Linked DNA regions of Mus musculus: region 2 is linked to region 1. A link is a contact called in public HiChIP or PLAC-seq data. All regions are on one chromosome and are shown on one strand. Each heading gives the region's core, a stretch centred on a gene start, on an enhancer-like site or on the middle of the called end of the contact. The rest is flanking DNA. Distances are from core to core; before and after follow the strand shown. Region 1 has its middle 15 kb from the start of Fn3krp. Region 2 holds the start of Tbcd (tubulin-specific chaperone d).

Region 1 (3,518 bases), core at 423-2,922:
TATCAGAGGGCATCTATCTGAACGCCAGGTTTTCTGACAACAGGGGCAGATGATTGTAGCTGGATGAGGGACCTGAACTATGCAGTGCAGGAAACTGAGTAGCAATCCTGGCCTCCATACTATCTTCCCTCTCCTCAGTGGTAACCACCAAAAATGTTTATATAATTGTCAGGTGTTGGGAACAAGACACTCACCACCACTACCAATAGTTGAGGACCACTGGTTGAGAGCAATTTGATTTGCATGTTGCAATCTCTTATCTAAGAGGCCATTCTACCCTCATAGCACAGGACCTGTTCCAAGTGTAGGCTTTCACCCTGGGGAGAGGTCATATTTACTCCTTTGCTTTCCTTTCATATATATATGTGGTATATACATATACACATGATGTGTGTTTGTATATTCGTGCTATGTGTGGAAGTCAGAGGACAATTTTGAACAACCAGTTTTCTCTTTCCATTGTTACATGAATTCCAAGAATGGAAGTCAGGTCACCAGGCTTGTGCAGCAGCAAGCATTTCACCCACTGAGCCATCTTCCTGGCCTGAGGGTAATGTCTTATGGTGACAGCTTCAGTTTGAAAAGATGGGTAAGTTCTGGAAATGTTGGTGGTAATGTTTGCTCAAGGACATGAATGGACTTAATATCACTGAAAAAAATACATGAAAATGGTAAATTCAAATTTTCTTGGACTTAATATCACTGAAAAATATACATGAAAATGGTAAGCTCAAGTTTCCTGCTTCATACATTTTGGCTCAAGTTTAAATAAGAAGAAAACAAAGCTGGGATCATGGCAGCTGTTGAGTCTTTTGATTGTATTTTTTTTTTTTTGGTTAATCAAATACTGCAGGACTGATTTAATCAGTATAAAATTGAAAGATTTAGATTTGTAATAAGAATCCAAATTTGAAGGAAGGGCAAACGTTAACACAGCAGCTAAGTCTTAAAGGAAGGGTGGTGAATGCAGGCACGCTGGACTGTGGGGCGGGTAACTGACCACTGTCAAACCAGTGTAAGTTGCTTGGTTTCTCATGGAAAACATTTTATACACCTAAGTCTATCAGCGTCCAAACGTCTGTTCCGTTAGTAATACCACAACAAAAAATTACATTACTCCAAATTCTGTCCCATGTGGGAAAATTAGATGATTTCAAATACTCTCTTGATGCTCCACAATAAGCTGCCAGTCACTTTTGTTTGTATTCTAATGCTAAATACTGGTCCCCAAGGCCTGGCTCTGAGAGAGTCTGCACATACCCAAGTTATCCCTGATTGGGGAATAAAACTGCATATAGCCAATAGTTGGGCAAAAAAGAGATAGGCGGGGTTCTTGGGTTCTGAGGAGACCCTGAGGAGGAGAAGAAAGGAGAGAGAGGAGGAAGCCACTATGGGGTAAGTAAGTTATGAATACATGGCCACAAAGGCTGGCCAATTTGAATTAGGAGCAGCCCAGATGGAACACAGCAAGTTATAATTCATGGTTATTGATGAGGAAATAGATTCTAATTGAACAGAAGGTAGATATCTGCCCAGCTCTAGTGTTAATTAAGGCTTATTATAATAATAAAAGTTGCATGTCTTTTATCCAGGAACTGAATGATCAAAGGCAGGGCAGACCCTCCCCCCCTTGAGATTAAATATTTTCTACAACTGGTGGCCACTTCCTGCTTTTAGTTTGTACTAGGTTGTAGAGTCTGTGGTGGCTGTTTGGGGTGGAAAATAAGGTTGGCTAATGGGCAGGGTATCCTGGCCTGGATCACCCTTTGTACCTCTAAACAACCTCAGAGTAGGGACAAATTACAACTCCCACTGACACCAGAAGCAACAGTGGCTCAGAGAAGCCACGTGGGTAGAGGACTACTAGGGTTGCATCTCTAGAGCTGGTTGATATAGCAAGTTAGCTTTGCCTTGCATGATGGTGCACACCATTAACCCCTGCACCCAAGAGGCAGATGCAGGCAGGCCTCTGGGAAATGAACCTGCTATATATAGCAATTTCAGGGCCATCCAGGACTATCTAGTGAGATCCTGTCTAAATAAATAGCCAGAGTAGCCTTAGCTTTGTAGCAAAATATGTCTAACATGAGAATTTTCATCTTAACCTTATTTTTCTGTGCTGGGGATTCTATCCCAGAACTTCACATGTTCCAGGCGAGTGCTTTATCACTGAGCTACATCCCCAGCCCGTTTTAACCGCTGTTTAGTTACACTAAGCACATCATGCTATTATGTAACCATTACTACCACCAGTTTCTAGAACTTGTCCATCTCCCCAAGCTGAAACTTTGTGTCCACTAAACACTAACTGAGCAATCTCCCTCCTCTAACTCCAGCAGACCCATTAAACTTTTCACCTCTATCAGTGCTCACTCCAGAAACCTGTGTCTGGTACGTTTTACTTAGCATGATGTCCTCAAGGTTTATGCAGGTCAGAGTTTCCTTCTTTATATAAATATGTTTGTCCATTTATCATGCATCCAGCTTCTAGGACTATCTTATACAGGTTTCTATGAGGATGTATTGCCTTATGGTATATAGGAAGGGGTGGAATTCAAGCTCACACCGCAACTGTTTGGCTGTTTGAAGACCTTCAAGATGTGGGTTGTATCTCTTGCTCTATAATTTGCAGAGTAGTTTATGTGTTGTGACATCATTCCCCCTCCTCTGGCTTAGAGCTAATTTCAGGCAGGAGGGCTCTTATTGTAGAAAATGGAGAAATTCCAGGCCATGTGCAAGAAATACCTTTGCATAAGATGAGATTTTTATCTTCATTGACTACAAAAAAGTATCCCTTTTGCAGCTTTCTCTGGTGCCAAAATAAAAATGTATCTAAGAACTGCAAATATGGATTGACCACATTTATCTCAAACAAGGGCTTGTACAAACAAACTCCCTCTATTTTCTCTTCCCTTCTGTGGAGAAATAAATAGAAATTAACAGCTGGGCACAGAGTGGGTTTGTGCTGGCTGATGACTCACCGAAATTCATCACCATACTCCAGTTGCTCTCTTGCTATAGAAAGAACATCTATTTTAGGCAAAACTAACCTGTGGATGCCCTAGAAGCACCAGAGCCCTGCCACAAGATCCATCTTAGTGTGAAGCTGCTTTCAGAGCTCTTGCCCCTGTGCCCCACCCTACCCCTGCCAATACTTTTCATACATAATTGGGCAGCCCGCCCCAACCCCTGCCTCACCAGGGCACAAACTCTTCCATCTGAAAGCCTACCTTCAAGCTTTTCCTACCTGGTTTCTGCCCACAGCTCGCCCTACTCCACCCACTCTCCTTCCAAGCAGATCAGCCCAGGTGGGTCCAGAGCCTACTAAAATTACCCAGAGCTCTGAAAGCTTCTCTTCCACCCCATTGTACTTCTGACTGACATCCTGCTGCCACTGGACAGGGGCTGCCCCATGTGGCCCATCCAGATGTTGCTGACATTGGCTGTGGACCTCATGGTGAGTCAAGGATTGGCCAGAGCCCCACTGCAGAACAATCAAGGGTGCCCAAGATCCCTAC
Region 2 (3,518 bases), core at 332-2,831, 46 kb after region 1:
GAAGCCCGTCCCTGGGGGTGATGAGGAAGCTGCTCAGGTAGCAGAGGGCTGGACCTAATAAAATGTCAAACTAGATCCCTAACTGGGCTACTTTTGAGTCGGCCTACAACGCATTCATCCAGAGGCTGAGGTTATGGCAGCGCAGCAGTTTCCAGGGAGCTCCGTATGTAGCTCAGGCTGACACCACAGCAGCACTGTTGCGGGCAAGCTCCCACCTCAGCGGCTGAAGCCCCAGGTACCGCAGGCGAATAGGGAAGGAAGCCACCATGCTAGCCCGTTTGGCTCCGGTCCTTCAGTTACAATCACTGCCAGACACTCTCTAGCACCTCACTGTTTTCTATTTTTTTAGATTTTATTTTGCGTACTCATGTGCTGAAATATGTGTGTATAGGTCAGAGTACAACTTGTGGTTCTCTTCTTCTTCCACTATGTGAGGACCAAACTTGTTACCCCACAACATATCTGAGAAGACTGCTAGGATCTATATTTAAGCCAATAGAAAGTCTTTATTAGCAGGCCAGTGACTACCCTGGGTATTCTGGATCCCAGCAAAACAGTGATCCTTCTCATGAACTTTTAACCACACACACACACACACACACACACACACACACACACACAAATATGTTCTAGGTTGACATACTTCAGTTATCAACAATAGTGAGCGAGAAGTAGAACTAGAGAAGCCAAAAAGCAAAGTTAGCACATTCAGAAACTTTTCAGGACCTACGGACTTTGAAGGATCAAGTCTTTGTTTTTTAGTTTGCCCCGTGGGTGCTGTCGAATGAGTTTTACAGCCTGAATGGCACTTTAATCATGGAGTAGGATGTGCTAAGGTTTGGGGGCCTACTGTTACACATTCAACTCCCGAGGCTTAGTGAAGGAGACTTTGCACACTAAACTATCTAACCACTCCAGTCTTCTACTTCCCAGTGAGGTCTGTTCTGGTGAATGCAGGGCCAGCAGCGTATAGCTCACGTCTTTTCTCAGGACTGCTTTGGGTGGTCATGATGGTGCTGTTTGAGGTCACGGCAAAAGCCTTCATCCTGGAGCAATACCCCATTGTCTCCTACACCCTTAAAGCACCCCCCCGCGCCCCACTCCTGCAGGTGCTCAGACATCATTGCCCCATTCTTGCCCCCACACTCAAAACCCATTCCTCCCCTGCGTTCATACACCACCCGTCCTATTCTGGCTCTTTCTACTAGTTCAGCTTTCCTGCGCTGTCCACACTAGCTCAAAACCTTCCATGTTCCTGCCCCCAATTTCAAACCCAGTTATTTCCTTAACCTTACACACACTCAAGCTCCAGAAGGCTTCCAACACTAGAGTTCATTCCCTGTAAAGATCGTACCGGCCCACTGCTCCGGCCACACCCTCCTTAGCCCCACCTCTTTTGGGCTCCACCCACTCCCTGTTGAGGCTGTAGACATTGGAGGCTTAGTTTTTCTGGTGCTTCCCTTCACTCACGCAAGCATCATTTTGCGCGCTGAGCCGACTTCGCGTGAGCTGTTTTGTTGGCTTGCGCGCCCCGTAGTTGGGGGTCGAAGGTCTCAGGGCGGGGCTGGCAGTTCTCGTGCTGTATCTCTTTTCTTCCCGGTTGCCGGTAGGGTTCTTACGGAAGCTGCTGGCAGGATGGTACTGAGCAATGAGCCGGCTGCGAGCGCCGCCGAGGAGGAGGTGGAGGATGATGCGCTTGTTCGCGCCTCCGCCCTGGAAGCGTTCGGCGAGAGTGCGGAGACCCGCGCGCTGCTCCGCAGCTTGCCGGCGGTGCACAGAGAGCGCGCGTCCCGGGAGGTGGCGGAGGAGCGGTTCCGCGGTGCGGGCGGGGCCCCGAGTCTCTATCTTGAGGTCCTTGCATCTGGGAGGAAGGGACCTGGGGAGCCATACCTCCTGCCTTCCCTGCCATGTCCAGGAACTGAGCAAAGCATGCTTGAGACCTCTCTGTGGATAGGGAGGGAACCAGCAGAATTGTTGGATGAACCTGCCTCCTACGAGAGCGCTCATGGCAAGCAAAGAGGAGCGGTCTGGCACGGCGCTCCTATGGGGCTGCGCTATGAGGCCAGGATTCTGCAAACTCAGAGCTCCACGTTTATCTGGGATCTCCGTTCCAGGCAGAGCAGGAGAGTGGACAGTGCCATTAGATTCCTTTGGTGGTTCTAAATCCCCCAAGTTTAGGTAGGCCTTTACAGTCGTTTGTAATGGATACTGTCCGTCATAGTTTTTGTCAACCTTACACAAACCTAGACATACCTCGGAAGAAATCTCAAGTGAGTAATTGCCACCACCAGATTGGCTTGTGGGCATGTCTTTGCGATATTTCTTTAATTACTAATTGATAAAGGACGGCCCAGCCCACCGTGAGATGTACCATCCCTGGCCTGTGGCTCTGAGCTGTATAAGAAAGACAGCTGAACTTGAGCCTAGGAGCAAGCACGCAAGACTCCTCCGTAGTTTCTGCTTCTATTTGCTTTGATTCATCCCTACACTTTTCTCAGTGATGGGCTGTGAAAGCCAAATAAACCCTTTCTTCCTCAAGTTGATTTTTGGCCAGTTTCATCACAGCAACAGAAAACAAAGACAATGTCCAAATGAGCCCTTTGATAATTAGAGTTTTGTACTTGAACAAAATCATCTTTGTGTATTCCTTAGCTAAAAACATTCTCTCCATAATGTCTTTTTTTTTTTTTTTTTTTTTTTGGATGGGGCTCTAGTTTTTGGGTAAGACAGAGTGGTGGGCTTTGTCTGAAGTGGCAGGTGAGAACTGCAGAGGCAGAGAAACCATTGGATTGGGTAGAAACATTAATTTGCTGGTAGGGGTTGGAAAGCAGGTGACCAGGGTTGGGGAGGTTGTACAGTTATTGGTTTGAACATTGTTGGAAATGAAAGGCATCGTGCTAGGCAGGGGAGGGCTCAAGAAGTGAAGAGGGTCTGACTAGCAGGGGAAGGTGGAGTTGTAGAGAGTTGGAGCACCAGCATATGTGTGAGAAGAGATCGGAGGGCAAGATGTGCAGAGCAAAAGAAGAGCAGGAGGTGTGGTCACACTGGTCCTCAAGAGCCTGACAGATGTTGGGCAGCTGTGAGCATCTGTCAGCAAGAAGCCAGGTGTGTCCCTGGGCGTTACAAGGACTAGGAAGACCCTAGCTGTTCCATTAGAGTTACTGAGAGACGTGAATTTCCAAGGCTCACCTGATTTGATTTTCATGTTATTTTCCTTTTAGTAATTATGGACAAATACCAGGAGCAGCCCCACCTCCTGGATCCACACCTTGGTAAGCATAGATTTTGGTGGTTCAATATCAGATGATCGGGAAGGCTTATGTGTATAGCTGGCACCTGTGTGCTATCAGCAGAAGGTGTCAGATGAAATGTCCCTAGAGCTCTGTCTTTTTTTTTTTTTTTTTTTGTCTGCTGGATGGTTTTATAGACCTGTGATAATGAATAGCTTCGAGTTCAGATACCGATCTTGATTGTGTGCAGGTGTGTCTAAGCTACTTTCTGCTTGTTCCTATTGAAAG

The links. HiChIP or PLAC-seq counts read pairs in DNA pulled down with a chosen protein or histone mark.
Region 2: a contact with region 1 is called in an H3K4me3 HiChIP or PLAC-seq map of the SCID.adh cell line, with 11 read pairs. The contact joins the promoter of Tbcd here to the enhancer-like site in region 1. A contact is called at or near these places in 18 of 39 promoter capture datasets (the 3T3-L1 cell line, 3T3-L1-derived adipocytes, the C10 cell line and 13 more), 5 of 484 Hi-C or Micro-C datasets (CD8 T cells, cortical glia, cortical neurons and 2 more), 4 of 115 datasets of contacts at active chromatin or transcription factors (the 230-238 cell line, the SCID.adh cell line and embryonic stem cells) and 2 of 9 other capture datasets (adipose tissue and pancreatic islet).

The regions. Positions count from the first base shown.
Region 1 is chr11:121,404,544-121,408,061 of GRCm38.p6, forward strand. No RefSeq gene overlaps it. Among named protein-coding and RNA genes, the nearest start is that of Fn3krp, 15 kb to the right of the region's middle. Within about 2 kb of position 1,673, at least 33 of the 459 cell types and tissues checked have an H3K27ac peak or open chromatin away from gene starts, as enhancers often do. A contact at or near this core is called in the SCID.adh cell line, cortical neurons and hippocampal neurons, where this site is marked.
Region 2 is chr11:121,450,410-121,453,927 of GRCm38.p6, forward strand. It overlaps Tbcd (tubulin-specific chaperone d), which reads left to right and starts at 1,582. Exons shown (of 39, transcript NM_029878.4): 1 at 1,582-1,819; 2 at 3,222-3,272. The coding sequence starts at 1,636. Fn3k (fructosamine 3 kinase) reads left to right here. Exons shown (of 6, transcript NM_022014.4): 6 at 1-81. The coding sequence ends at 41.